Linked DNA regions of Mus musculus: regions 1, 2, 3 and 4 are each linked to region 5. A link is a contact called in public HiChIP or PLAC-seq and promoter capture Hi-C data. All regions are on one chromosome and are shown on one strand. Each heading gives the region's core, a stretch centred on a gene start, on an enhancer-like site or on the middle of the called end of the contact. The rest is flanking DNA. Distances are from core to core; before and after follow the strand shown.

What was found. Promoter capture Hi-C pulls out the DNA fragments that hold promoters and counts their contacts. HiChIP or PLAC-seq counts read pairs in DNA pulled down with a chosen protein or histone mark.
Region 1: a FOXA1 HiChIP or PLAC-seq map of pancreatic cancer cells shows a contact between it and region 5. The contact joins the promoter of Dennd2a here to the promoter of Dennd11 in region 5. A contact is called at or near these places in 2 of 39 promoter capture datasets (hippocampal neurons and liver) and 1 of 115 datasets of contacts at active chromatin or transcription factors (pancreatic cancer cells).
Region 2: a contact with region 5 is called in a promoter capture Hi-C map of hippocampal neurons, with 2.5 times the contacts expected there. The contact joins the promoter of Ndufb2 here to the promoter of Dennd11 in region 5. A contact is called at or near these places in 5 of 39 promoter capture datasets (the 3T3-L1 cell line, the C10 cell line, embryonic stem cells and 1 more), 1 of 484 Hi-C or Micro-C datasets (embryonic stem cells) and 2 of 115 datasets of contacts at active chromatin or transcription factors (embryonic forebrain and embryonic hindbrain).
Region 3: an H3K4me3 HiChIP or PLAC-seq map of embryonic stem cells shows a contact between it and region 5, with 23 read pairs. The contact joins the promoter of Tmem178b here to the promoter of Dennd11 in region 5. A contact is called at or near these places in 3 of 39 promoter capture datasets (embryonic stem cells and neural stem cells), 8 of 484 Hi-C or Micro-C datasets (embryonic stem cells and stem cell-derived neural progenitor cells), 16 of 115 datasets of contacts at active chromatin or transcription factors (differentiating embryonic stem cells, embryonic basal ganglia, embryonic forebrain and 6 more) and 3 of 9 other capture datasets (adipose tissue, embryonic stem cells and pancreatic islet).
Region 4: a contact with region 5 is called in an H3K4me3 HiChIP or PLAC-seq map of stem cell-derived neural progenitor cells, with 5 times the contacts expected there. The contact joins the promoter of Adck2 here to the promoter of Dennd11 in region 5. A contact is called at or near these places in 3 of 39 promoter capture datasets (cranial neural crest, hippocampal neurons and liver) and 2 of 115 datasets of contacts at active chromatin or transcription factors (embryonic hindbrain and stem cell-derived neural progenitor cells).

What each region holds. Positions count from the first base shown.
Region 1 is chr6:39,556,454-39,559,185 of GRCm38.p6, forward strand. Dennd2a (DENN/MADD domain containing 2A) reads right to left here and starts at 1,381. Exons shown (of 19, transcript NM_172477.4): 1 at 1,122-1,381.
Region 2 is chr6:39,591,303-39,594,002 of GRCm38.p6, forward strand. Ndufb2 (NADH:ubiquinone oxidoreductase subunit B2) reads left to right here and starts at 1,263. Exons shown (of 4, transcript NM_001358797.1): 1 at 1,263-1,410. The coding sequence starts at 1,313.
Region 3 is chr6:39,870,092-39,872,791 of GRCm38.p6, forward strand. It overlaps Tmem178b (transmembrane protein 178B), which reads left to right and starts at 1,345. Exons shown (of 4, transcript NM_001360978.1): 1 at 1,345-2,700.
Region 4 is chr6:39,572,495-39,575,194 of GRCm38.p6, forward strand. Adck2 (aarF domain containing kinase 2) reads left to right here and starts at 1,382. Exons shown (of 8, transcript NM_178873.3): 1 at 1,382-2,700. The coding sequence starts at 1,807.
Region 5 is chr6:40,434,511-40,437,395 of GRCm38.p6, forward strand. It overlaps Dennd11 (DENN domain containing 11), which reads right to left and starts at 1,625. Exons shown (of 9, transcript NM_001356375.1): 1 at 1,348-1,625. The coding sequence starts at 1,615. It also overlaps a transcript of Wee2 not described here.

The DNA of each region.
Region 1 (2,732 bases), core at 131-2,630, 880 kb before region 5:
ATTCAGGGAAACTCATAAAGATATAGTACATTTAAAAAAATTAATTCAAAATCAAGTTCAAGGTCTGTCTAAGCTACCTGAGACCCTGCCTCAAACAAACAAGTCCCTGAACTGAGCCTGCCTGCCTACCAGTAATCCTGAATTTAGAGAGTTAAGACAAAAGGGAGGACTTTAAGTTTGAGGCCAGCCTGGGTCACATACTGAGACCCTGTCTCAAATAAATAAACTGTCTGTTTCTGTTTGCCTTCTGCTTCCTCTCTGAATCTCCAACTCTCTCCTCTGTGGTCCATTCCCTAAAGAGCCTATTCAACTCTTCAGGTGTTTGGTACTGAAGGAGAAAGGCTTTTCTATAGTAACCACAGCAGGTGCAAGTGTTTCATAACAAATTACTGTAAAGTGCCTATTATAACACTATTACCACACTCCACAATTACCTGTCTTTTGGGGAGCTATAGTCACAACCCTGAAAGCCATCAGAGCACCCGGCCAGAAGTCAGCCTGCTCCTTCCTCAGCAGGCTGGTTAAATTAGGGTCCCAGCTCTCTCCTTGTTCCAATCCAGGGCCAAAGGAAGGCACTCCTTAGCTTCCTGTGTCTGCCCCTCACTACAGGATTCCGGGCGCTGAGCTCCCTCTGGCTCAGTGGTCTGACTCCATATCACAGTGACTCTCCTGCACAGGACTATATCCTGTGTGGTTAAGAGACTTACCCTGGGCTCCATCTACTCCCAACTCCATCCTTGGGGAGGAAAGTGGGAGAAGTAAACTTCAACGTACCCCACTTTCCACCACGACAAATCCCGACTAGAGCCGCCTGGACTCCCCCACCCCAGCGTACACACTCGGTCTCACACGCGCGTACTCACTCACAGCCGCCCGGGAGCTCCGGCACAGCGCAGGGCCGGGCTCTGCCCAGTTTCTGCAAGTTTCTTCGGCCCTGAAGTTAGCCCGACCCGGGAAAGAGCTGTGGATCGCTTCCTGCGCGGGTCCCCAGGGCCCCGCTGAAGCGTCCCCAGCGCCGCCTGCGAGGAGCCCCGGCTTGCGCCTGCAGTCTCCTCGTCGCCCCCGCGCGTACCCTCCCGGGTCTCCCCCGAGGTCGCCCGCACTCCGGCGCCCAGCCCTACCTCTCTACGGGCGTCGGCTCCGCGGGTTCTGGGGCGCAACTCGCGGTCGCCCGGGGCAGGGGCGGCGGGGGCCTGGGGCGCCATGGCCCGCTGCCCTCCGCGCCTTTGTCCGCGCGGCCTCCCCCGGCCGCCGCGAGCCCCTCGGGTCCCCGCCGCGCGCGCTCCCGTCCGGTCCCCGCCGCCTCCGGCCTCGGAGGCGTGCTGCGTCTCCTCTGGCCTCCCGCGCGCGCGGCCCCTTCCTCTGCCCTGGGCTGCGCCGCGACCGTCTGCAGTGACGCGCGCCCCCTCCTCCCGACCCATCCCGCGGCTCCAGTGAGCTAATCCGCAGCTGGCGGGCGCCCGGCCGGTTGCCACAGCAACCACTCTCCCAGGGCCCGCCGCCGAGGGGAGCCACGGTAAACAGGACCTTCTGCCGCACTCACTCGCCCCCTCGCCTTTCGAGGGGTGGGGGAGACGGTGGCTTAACCTTTTCTGTGCTGAAGATCGCCGAACCGGTTCTCTGCTACCCCGACTGAGGTCCATTCTTGAGATGCGCTTAGCCAGGGGCCGAGAACCAGATTTAGACAGCACCAAAGCCGTAGCCACACTCCCTGCCCTTGCTTTGTTTCTGAGCAGTTAGGGTGGACGCCTCAGGCAGAATTGGGCTCCACATTTGCCCCCAAGCAACTGACAGTCATGAGATAGGCCTTCGAGGCCCAGTTTGCCCATAAGCAACAACTCACAGTCATGAGACAAGCTATTTGGACCCAAGGGTCCATATTTGCCCCTAAGCAACTCAGGAGCCTGGGCCATAAGGATCCAGGGGCCCACCTCCCTACAGAAGGGTACAGAATGGGTCCCAAGCCCTGGTCAGGAAAAGTGATCAGAGAACTGGCTTTCTACAGCACACCGGTCCCACGGTCCCACGGTTCCACGGTCCCACGGTCCCACGTACACAGGGTGCAGTCAAAGCACTCACACAGGAGGTTTTTAAGACAGTAGGATTGCCAAATTGGGGGGCTGGTGAGATGGCTCAGTGGGTAAGAGCACCCGACTGCTCTTCCAAAGGTCCAGAGTTCAAATCCCAGCAACCACATGGTGGCTCACAACCATCCGTAATGAGATCTGACTCCCTCTTCTGGAGTGTCTGAAGACAGCTACAGTGTACTTACATATAATAAATAAATAAATCTTAAAAAAAAAAAAAAAAAAAGGATTGCCAAATTGGAGTCCACTTGAAAATGCTGTGGGGGCCTTAAGGGAGCCAACACAGGCTGGGGCATTCTCTGGGGCTTTGGTGACCAGCGATAGTGAATCAGTTATAGAAGGTGGAGAAACAGGGCAAGAAAAGACAGCCTGAAAAGAGGGAAGAGTGTGACTGGTGTTGTGGGGGTGTCACATTATGGTATTTGGGGGACCCTTAAGTGGGAGGGAATAAGGATCGATGGGTAGGCCTGGAGGGATTCAAGTGGCCTGGGCAGAATTTGAATATTATGCTAAAGGCAAAGGGGTCCAAGCAGAGAAACACCAGATGCTAAGTGCTCAGGCCTGACAGTGACAATTTATCTGCCCTGAGGGTAGGTGCCAGCCAGTCTCCTTCCTGGCTATTAGAGACCTTCAAGAGTAGCCTAA
Region 2 (2,700 bases), core at 13-2,512, 840 kb before region 5:
ACAGTGGCCTTGCAAGCACACTAGGGCGGGAAGTTCAGTTGTTATTCTAATACAGGTGATGACTGTGTCTCATCCTATTGGTAGAGTGCGACCTCAGACTCTGCCATGGTTGGATAGTTCCTAATAGATGCAAAGGAAGGAGGGAAGGAAGGGGTCCATAGCTCTTGTCGTCAGAATGGAAGGCCTTTGTGTAAACAGGTTTTCCAGATGATTAAAATACTTGAATAATTTTACAAGGTGGAGATTATTAGAGTATTGACTGTTGGTGTGCTAGCTACTGTTTATAGAAAAAAGTCCGTTTCTCACAACCTCTTGGGGTTAGGAGTAGTCTTAGGTTTGGAGTCTATCCAGATTTCAACAGAGGCAATACTGAGAGAAAAAAGCAGGCCGAGGAAGGCGGACTATTTTAATAGCCAGTGGAGCCTTTGTTTCTTGAAGGAAATCTGAAGTGAGTGAAAAAATTAGTTTTTCTGGAAAGATGACAGTAGGCTATCCTATAGACCTAGTAACTCGGAACAGATATGTATGTCTTGTTTTATGAGGATGAGCTTGAAAATTCATATTCCCTCCCCACTAATGGCCGGAGACTGAGCGCATCTGCGCGTCTACGTGCATCTATTTGTGTTACAGCTCCCACTGCGAGTACATTTCTACGGCTGAAGTCAGGTCTCGATTTGTTGCCATCTTGGTGTTGCATCTTAACTGGACTGCCCTCATGTCCTTATTTTTCTGCTTGCTTATTACATTAATAACAAGAGGAAATGCCAAAAAACCTCGAATTGGCTAAGGCTCGAGGCGTTAGGAACTTTCCCCCATGTTCCTGGCCGACTTATTCCGAGTGTGCCGGGTTGGGTTCCTCAGGTGATTCCCGTGCCACCAGTCCAGGTTCTGAAATTTAACACCCTGGCTGATTAGTCATTCAGAACAATGCTGAAACAACGATGCTATAAAATAAACATTGCGATGTTATAAAATAAACATTGCGTGGTTCAGAAAGGGCTTAGGCCTTTAACAAGGGCCCACAGTGGCAAGAACATGCATGAAAGCACCGTCTATATGAGCCAAAGCAGGGAGCAGCAGTAAGGTCAGCCAAGAGCACCTTGCCAGGCTGTGCCACGAGGCAGCCAGGGCTCCTCCTGAAGGACGACCTATCTGCCCGTTAACCTGGAGCCTCTAAGGTCCGCCAATGGCTTGAACTTGTCCCCTGTGGCCTACCATCAGCCCGGGTAGAGACGCAGTGCGACGCAGTGACGTCACGGGCCGGGACTCGGGGAAGTGACGCATCAGGGGTGGGAACTGCAGTCTTGCTAGTATGTCTGCGCTCACCCGTCTGGTACCTTTCGGCCGCGTCGGAGGCCGCCTGCTCCGGGGCTGCCGCGCGCGGGCGGCTGGAGACAGTGGAGTCCGTCAGTGAGTGTCGGGCGGGGGCGAGGGTTCGGCCGGCTTGAACAGGCAGCGCTGCCATCCGGACGCTGTCACCTTGAAGCAGTCGCCCGGGAGGGTGCGTGAAACTCCGCTGCCGCCCGAGGCATGCTGGGTCTTGTAGTTTTGCCTGGACCGAGACTGGCCTTTTAGTCGGCTTGGTGGGCTAGAGGTGAAGGGATGGCGCAGGGTTGCGGGAGAGAGGCGTTAACTAAGACCCGAGTGATAAGAATCCAGTCCCGCACAGTCTCCCGGACTGAGCCTTCCAAGCAGCTGGCTAGTGGAGGTCCCGAGCGCATGGAGACGGGTGGAGATGGGCTCAGAGACAAGACGGGTCCAGGCAGGGCAGACACGGAGACCTTGAGTCAGTAAGGTAGTATAGTCTGTTCTTTTCACCATTAGGTACATTTTTACGATTAAAATTTGGCACTTTTTTTGAGCCTCACTGTGTAGCCTCGACTGACCTGGAACTCATTAGTGATCCTCCTGTCTCTGCTTTCGGAGTGCTGGGATTAAAGGCGTGCGCCCCCAAGTCAGTGTTTAGATTTGGCACTTTAAATCCTAGATTGGATGCTGTGTCTTACTCATTTTGCCTTCTCTCCACCCGAGATTTGTAATACTTATAGCTTTATTTTGTTGTATTGATCTGTCTCTCAGTCTCTGTCTGTCTCTGTCTCTCTGTCTCTGTCTCTCTCTCGCTCGCATATAACCTGGCAGGTTTTGTCCACCGAGATTTCTTTTAAGATCTTCATACCGTTTTGGGGATGCTTCCCGTCCAGTTTCACTACTTAGCTTGGATTTCCCTTACCTCCAACGGGGGAAGAAGGGTTCCACTATTCATCTAAGTTCCCAGCCCTTGGTTTGGGTTTTTGGGCCACAAAAGGTCCAACCCAGCAATAGTTCAGGTGGAAACTTACCTGAAGTTTGGCTTCTGGTAACTAAGTTTCAGTTTCCTTCTCGTTGATTTATTATTACTTTTCGCCCTTTCATTATGGGGCTACAGCTTGATTCAGGAGTCTAATGATAGACCACTTGTCTTGGGTCTCTGAGTCGTCAGAGTGGGATCCCTGTGAATGCCAGCTTCAGTACTGGCTTCCCAGGCATTTGTGCTCAGTTACTGATACTTTTTTTTTTTTTTTTAAGATTTATTTATTTATTATATGAAAGTACATTGTAGCTGTCTTCAGACACTTCAGAAGAGGGAGTCAGATCTCGTGTACGGATGGTTGTGAGCCACCATGTGGTTGCTGGGATTTGAACTCTGGACCTTCGGAAGAG
Region 3 (2,700 bases), core at 95-2,594, 560 kb before region 5:
GTAGTGTTTGCATGTATGCCAAATGTATCCCTATTTTCAAGGACACAAATAGAATTGAGAAAAAGATAAGGAGAAGACACCCTGGCCAAAGTCGCTCAGCTTTATCAGGGCATCCCAGGGACCTCTGAGGATGATGTGGACTAGCAGGTGCCTGTAACTTCTAGACCAGCCGAGCATCATCTAAGAACCAAGTAGGTAATCCTAATGACTTCTCTTCACGAAGTAAATCCCCTTATAGAATTCAAGACTGAAAAACAAGGCACGCCCCTCCCCCACTAGATGGCACTGAAACGCCTTGTTCGCGATTTTCAAAATGCAGGGAGGAAAAAAAAAAAAAAAGACAAAAAGAATATGGTGGAGGTGCGTTCCTTTCGACTCACAAGTCCTGCTGTGCAAAGCTGGGTCCCTAGGGCACTCTCTTTTCCCCAGGGCAGCTCTTTATCCCTCAGTGGGGAACCCCGACTTTGGAGAGAGGGTGAAAACCGAAGGGTGAGCTTTAGAATGAAACCCCTAGTATGTGAAGCTGGATGGGAGGCTCCCAGCTTTGCGGCTCTGCTTCACGTGAGAGAAGCAGGGGGCGGGGTAGGGTGGGGATGGATCCTCTAGCTGGGGCCCACCTCTTCAAGGTCTGGAGTCTCGGTCCCACCTCAAAGAGGCCCTGCGGAGGCTAAATCCAGCGGTCATAGGGAAATCACGACAAACCCTATACCGAGGTTGCCTATAACTTCCTCTCCTCCAAAATCAACTGCCCTCTCACCCCACAGCGGCTCTCTTCTGGTCTTGAACGGATCAGTTAGTTGTCCCCTTTTCTTGCCGAAGAGTAAGGACAGGTGTGTGTGTGTGTGTGTGTGTGTGTGTGTGTGTGTGTGTGTGTATGTGTTGGGGTGTCGGCCGCTGGCTCACGGCTGCTCTCTGCTCAGTTCCAGGTAGAAACGCCAGTAGCTAGCAAGGTAGTGCTTATAGCTTTCTGGGGAAAAACAAAGATCAAACGAATAGGAGACACTAGAGGCGGAAACCGAGGTGCAGGGGTTCTCCCAGAGCCGGTTAAAGACCGTTCTCTAAGCATTTTCTTCTTTAAAGAACTGTGGCGAATTTAAGGGACTTTTCCACGGTCAAAAGAGAAACGGGAGACGTAGGCACCAACACTAAATTTATAATAATACACGTAAACATGCTACATATATGTATATGTGCATTAATATGGATGTGGTGGAGCCCATACCTACCTAGACACCATTGACTTGCCTGGCCAAAGAACAAGGCTCAGACATTTCGTGCCTGGAAAATGGTGTGGTTTAACTTTAAGAAGGCTAGAAAAATAAGAGATGAGGCTCACGTTGCACGGATGACATCACTAGCTTTTGGCTGCGCGCTCCGTGTTCTCGGCTGTGGGTTTTAGCCAAGGCTGCAGCGCCTGGAGGCCGAGCGAGTGACAGCGGCTTTCTCGGGCGCCCACACCCGGGCAATGCGATTTCTGGAGCCCCTGGGGTGCAGCTTGGGCTCTCGCTCCTCTCGGGCGTCGCCTGAGCCTGAGAGGCCCGGAAGCCTCTGCAGCTCGAGGAGGTAGGGAGGTGAAGCCGAGGCGCCCAGGCTCCCCCACCCCTCTATCCCCCGCCCCATTCACCCCAGTGCGGGGAGCCGGATCGCGGGACGCTGAGGCCGGGACGGGATATTCCACACGAGGCCGAGGGATCCCTAGTCTCGGCACCCGGGTGGGCTGAGAAGAAAATGGTGCAATCTGAGAGCGGCTGACCCCAGCTGGTTAGAGCAAGCGGTGCTGGAGTGCTTGGGCTCAGGTGGCGAAGGGGGCGGGTTGCTTCGAGCAGCCGGGCTCCGGGTTTTCTTCGTGCTCGCAGCATTTTCTCAGCACCTGGGCATCTCGCACGCGGGGCTGCGGAAGGCCAGGTGAAGTGGAGCAGAAGGGATATTGGAGAGGGCCGGGTGCACACACTCCAGGAAGAAGAAGGCGCTGGAGAGAGCCGCATGACACCGGGGAGGCTGGCGGCTGGGCGGGCAGCTCGCCACCCCTGAGCGACCTGTCCATGGTGTTGAAGGAGCTCCGAGCGCTCCGGGTGCGCCCTCCTCTGTGCAGTCCGTCCCTAACGCCCGTCAGCTGCCGCCCAGTCTCTGCAAACCCCGGGCCCTGAACAGTCGCGTAACGCCGCCCGAGTGTCCCCGCTGTCCAAAAGCGGAGCTGTCTTAATGGGGAGGCCAGAGGCAGGCCATCCGGGAGCTCGCGGGCAAAGGCTGGTAGAGACCATGCGTCTGCGGGCAGCTCGCTTCTGAGAGCACCCGTGGGGTCGGCAGGAGTCAAGGACCTAGTGGTGATCAGAGGACTCAGGCTTTGAAAAGACCCAACCTGGAAAAGAACAGTTCTGGGCACGCGTCCCCGGCCTTCGGCTGCAGACCGAAAAGGGGAGGAGAGTCCCAGAGAAAGAGATCCAGGCTGCACTCCCTACTCCGGGCAACCGGCCGTGAGCGCGATCCGTCCTTCGGCGAAGTGTCGCGTCCTCAGATCTCCCTCCCTATCATTCATTCCCAGGAAGCCAGGACTGTCACTCCGGTCAGCAAGCTGCACAGAGAAACCCAGCAAGCCTCGCCGTGGTCGAGAGCACTTGGTGTTTAGTTTGTGATTGCTGGGCGGCGTGCAGAGGCGGACGGAGGGTTAGGACTGTTGCCCCCTGAACGGTGGGAAGTGGC
Region 4 (2,700 bases), core at 132-2,631, 860 kb before region 5:
CAGACTGACCTCCAACTCACAGATTTTGCCCACCCCTTCCTTCCCTTCCCTCCTTCCCTCCTTCCTTACCTCCCCCTTCCTTCCTTCCTTCCTTCCTTCCTTCCTTCCTTCCTTCCTTCCTTCCTTCTTTCCTTCCTTCCTTCTTTCCTACTGGAATTGAAAGTGAGGGCACCGTGCCTGACACCTGACCACATTTCAAAGCAGTGTAAGGCATCATGTCTGCCTTGGGAAACCCAAAGGGTGTACCCCATCTTTTAGAGTTAGGAACTGGACTGTTATTGACCATACAGGAAGAGCCATTGGCCACTCCACTATTCCTGACTGTTAGTGGCCCTGATCTTACCTTTGGAGAAATTACTATATCTTCTGAGCCTTCTGGATGGCCAGGGGGTGTGTGTCTTGAGGTTGAATGACATGTCCAGTGATAGGAACCCTGGCCTTGTCCTTGTTTCTCTTTTTCTATAATCCTTTTCACCTGGGATGTCTTTAAATCTACCCTTGGTCAGACTTTTGTGCAAATTTCTTTCCACACAGGGACAAAAGCTGTTGATAGGTAGTAGGGACTGTGGTGCCCCAGGGCAGGCAGCTTTTTAAGTTCCAGAGCGCTGAGAAGAAATTGCAAGCCCTTTCCCTGGCTATGTAGGCTCAGTTCCCATGCTCTATCACCTACACACACACACACACACACACACACACACACACACCCCTCAGAACATCAAAAGTCTTTCCTACTTTGGAACTTTTATTTGGCTCCTCTCCCAACACCCTTTTTTTCTTCTCCAAAGTAGCCCAGCCTATGATTCAACCAGCTCCTCACTGCTTCTGTGGCCCTTGCTACATTTTTATTTCTATGACATTTATTTTGTATGTGGGGGACACGACTTAAAAGGAATTGGTGACATCCTTCCTTCATGTAGGTTCCACGGATCGAACTCATTTATTTCGTTGGGCTTGACATAAAATAATATCGTTACCTATCTAGTTTAGTATATATTCTTGTGACTCAACAAATATTAAATTAAATTCAAGAAAGACCTGATTTGGCTCAATAAGTCTTAGTTAAGTGTATAAGCCATTCCCTAAGGTCTAAACACCGCCGCTAAGTCAGCGTAGCCTGAGACTCAAGAACTCAGCAGCTGAAAAATCTGTCCTTCCTTTGGACCCACTTGTAATATTCAGTGTAGTTTAATATTTCTAGGATTTAAGCTACGAGGCTGTGAAGAGGAAAGGCAGACGCGGAAAAGAGGGCTACAGAGCTCGCGTCTGCGTTTTTTCTCTAAATCATCACAGGAACTCGATGTGCCCAGGCGCTTTTGCCCTAGTTCGCGCCGTGGCCCCTTTAAGGAGCATGTCGTGGGCAGAGAGGGCGGAACCAGGTACCGGAAGCTGGGAGCAGCGCTGGCCCGGACGCTTAGTGCTCTCTCTCTCTGCCTGGTTGTCACTGCCCGCTCTGTGCAGGTCCCGAGCCATCGGCTCGGCATCTCCGCCGCCCCCCGGGAGCCTGGCCCGTGAGCCCGCCGGAGCGCGCCTCTCAGGTCTTCCCGCGGCCCTCTGAGGCTTCGTCGTTCTCTCTAGGCCGCGGGTCCGCATCTCCGTCCCTGGCGCTCGGCGACTCCCTGCACTCTGAGCTCTGGCGCTGGACAGCTTGTCACCCGTGGTCCCCGGCTCAGGTCCCCGTTATCCCTCCCCTCCTGGGCTGCGCTAGGGGGCGCGGTCCGACTCATCCCCGCTTCGGCACGGAGCGTCTCCACAATGGCTTCCCTTTAGGTAGAGAACAAGCAGTCTAGGCCAAGGGGTCTAGAGAGGATGGTGACCCCCTGGCGTTTGTCTGTCAGGGTCTGCTTGTCACACTTAAGATGCTTTGAGTTCAGAAAGGAACTTGGGCATTCCAGACCCCTGGGATGCTCTCGCAATGCCAGACTATGTTGGTTTCTGCTAGGTACTTTGCCCAAATTAATCTCAGCCCATGGCAGTGTTGGAGAGGGGGCGCCTGGCAGCTTGTGCCAGAGAAAGACTCACTGGAGTGACCTGGCGGAAAATGGACTAGTGGAGAAGGTGGCCCAAGAAGGGCCTCTGGCCCGCGTCTTACTGTGTCTCCGCCTAGGGCTCCGCGCTGGTGTGCTCTTGGCGAAATTCTTCCCCCTCCTCTTCTTGTACCCTCTCACCTACTTGGCCCCTGGCCTCTCCACCCTCTGGCTCCATCTGCTTTTCAAAGCTACAGAGACCTCAGGCCCAACATATATCAAATTGGGCCAATGGGCCAGCACCCGGCGCGACCTCTTTTCAGAGGCTTTCTGTACCCAGTTCTCCAAGCTGCATGTCCAGGTGACCCCCCACCCTTGGGCAAGGACGGAATACTTACTCCAGCAGGCATTTGGGGAGGATTGGGGCAGCCTCCTCTTTTTCGAGACCCGGGAACCTGTAGGTTCAGGTTGTGTGGCCCAAGTGTACAAAGCGTTCGCTAGTATTTCCTTGTTGGAGGAAGACAGGATCTGGAGACTTGGGGAGCTCTCTGCCCCAGGAACCAGGGCCGTGGTGATGCAGAGAGAGCCCTTTATGAAAGACCGGAAGCCTTCAGAAAACCTTGCCGACGAAGCATTTCTAGAAAAACTGCTTCTTCCTAAAGCTGACCTTGGTGGGTCAGAAGTGGGTGTGTCTCAGGCTCCCTGGCATCTGCCTAAGTCAGATCACCTCATCCCA
Region 5 (2,885 bases), core at 375-2,874:
CATTATGCAGTCAGAAAGCCATTAATGTCTCGTTCCCAGTTCTGAACCTCGGGTGACTCTCAAGCTTGCCTCGATTTACCTGAGCACAAATCCTGACTGTATGAGTCAGGGCAGTATGTGTGATGACCATTAATAAGCACGGAGGGGGCCAATACTGAGTTTCCTATCAGGAAACTCGGGCTTCCCTTAGTTTGAATGTTCTGGTTGTGATGCAAATTTAATTCGATATGGCAGGTTAAAGTCAGAAAAGTTTGAAAGACTGTGGGATAAGGCAACAAGTAGACGGGATGGGGGTGGGGGCTGAGTTCTTCCCACAAGTCCTGCCGCTAGGAATAGGGCATTCGCCTTTGTAAGGAGCCTGTTTGCTGGCTCAGAATCGTTGACCATGGTTAAGCCACCCACCCTAGAAGCCACCAGCATCCATCATCTCTGAAGTACCTGGCACATAATCCTATTTCTTCTTCCTAGCCCATCCATCCTCTCAGGGTTGGAAGACTGGCTGGGAACTTCCAGAAGGAAGAAAACCATCCTTCCCTCACAAACACCAGCTCCTCACGCTAGCAGCTCAAAGGAGAAATCGAGGAAGAAGCATCCGAGCATTCCTCTTCCTCAAATAAGCAGCTGGGGGATTCCAATGCCTTAAGCTGGAGCCCACAGCCATTCGTTCACTTTTATCCCCTCGCGGAACCGCCTACTGTTGCAACGCACTCCCCACCCCGGAGTGGGTGGCTAGGGTAGAGACGGTGTGACACAGCCAGTGAGTCTTCCCAGAAAGGCAGCCTGCCAGCGAAAGCTTCTCCAGCCCCATCCCCTAACGCTCTCACGTTAATTCCTAAAAATGAAGCCTTCGGAGAAAGTGAACTAGGCGGCTGGGAAAGTTACGGCGCAGGGAGCAATCCGGAGCAAGGGCAGGCGCAGAGCAGGGTCGTTCTGAACCCTCGTGGGAGGCGACGTACGCGGGAGGGGGGGGGGTGTCTTCCTCTCGGCGTCTATAAGAACCTTTCAGCCCAGCAGGAAAACAGAGAAAACAAAAGCCAATGTGCCCGCTGCCGCAAACCAATCCTCCCGCACTGAAGCGGAGCAAATAGGAGAGCGGCGACTAGGCGGCGGAGCGGAGCTGAGAGCGGCGGCGGGACGGAGCAGGGGGCGGAACAAAGCCCCCGGGATCCCTCGGCTCCAGTCTGGAGACACAGCGCCCCCGTGCCCCGGGACCCCCGGGCAGGGAGGGATGCAGGTGTGTGGGTGCGAGTGCGTGCGCAGCGAGTCCCTCCCCCGCGCCCCCGAAACCCAGTGTGCAGTCTCCCCCACCGCCCCCCCCCAATCCTTCCATCCCTAAGTGGCTCTCACCGGAGCGAGGATCGAAGGTGACCACGAACACGGCCACCACCTGGTCCTCCTCTACGTCGCCTAGCTCTAGGCGCCCCGGCTGCAGCAGCACTTCGGGGGGAGCTGGCTCGTCGGGTTCCCGCCTTCGGGGCGCCTCCGCGGCCACTCGGCCCTCCCCACTGCCGCCCCGGACCCATCCTCCAGCTTGCAGCGCGGGGTCCTGCGGCACAGAGACCGCGGGGCCCTCGGCCCAGCGCAGCAGCGGCGCCGCGTCTCCCTGCTCCACCATGGCGAGGCGAGGCGGAGCCGGGGCGCGAGGGGCGGGGCAGGCTGCGGGCACTCCCCTCCGGGCCTGCCCGCCCTGCCGCTTTCTGCGGTGCGGAGGCTCTCTGGGTGCCCGCTGGGCTTGGCCACACCTGCCCCTGCTCGGACACCAGCGCACTTGCTTGGTCCCGGAGCTCTGGAAGGTGGCCCGCACGGGTTCAGCGCCCCGTGGCCTGGTCCGGGCTTCAGCTCTGCATCTCTGTATGTGGGTGCTCTTGATCCATAGTGTAGGGTGCAGGACGCGCATCCCTTAGTCTGTCACCTGCGCGTGGGTTGAAGAGCCTTCCCAACTAGGATTCCACTGTGAATTTTTGAACGTCACCATTATGGAGCGGAGCACATATATTATATAATCCCGAGAGCTTGGTGAAAACTGCCTCCAAGTCAGGAAGTGAAGCAGAGGACATCCCAAGTGTTTCAAATACACACACAAATCAAGATCAAAAGGACTGTAAGGTTGCCATTGGGCATTTAACTTTATTTATATAACAGGCTGGTCGAGATAGTGATCATTAATTTATTTCCTTGCATATATGCAGTTTGGAGATATTAAGCTGGAGGGCTGGGGTGGGGGTGGGGGGCATTCTACATTAAAATAAGCAGGAAAAAGTGAGTAGGAAAGCAGCCCTTAAGCCTGTCTGTGGCTTTGGTAAGTAAGGATTGCCAATGAATTCCCTCTGAATATTTACAAATAAAAATTTGAATTTCTCAGTTCTTGGAAGGGGGTAAATCTGGTGACTAACTTAGAGGTATGCATAAGAAATATCCATTAAAATTATGAAAAAAATAAGATAGCAAGAGACAATTATTTTTAGATAGAATTCACCTCATGTTTCTGACAAGGACTTGGTAAAATTTTTGTGTTACCTGTTAACTCCAGGGACTTTGTGAAGCCCAGGTCTCCCTGCTTTGATCCTGTTCCCAAGAGGATCATCAATGACTGCCTACCCACAGCTGCTGCTAGTTCCAAATATGTGACTCACGCCTTAACAGTAAAACGTTTTACCAAAAAGTAGTGATTGCTGTCATCATCATTAGTTAGTTCACCCTAACCCCCATCCCCTAAAGACATGTTAAGTGACTACCTCACTCAATTAATGGAGTAATTACTGAAATGGGAGTCTGGGGAATGTACAGTCCAAGCCAGGGCTAGGGCACAATCCAGTTTAAATTCAAGGGCACATCTGCTTGAGTTTTGCACAAACTCTGAAGGCCAGACAACAAAGCCCACTACT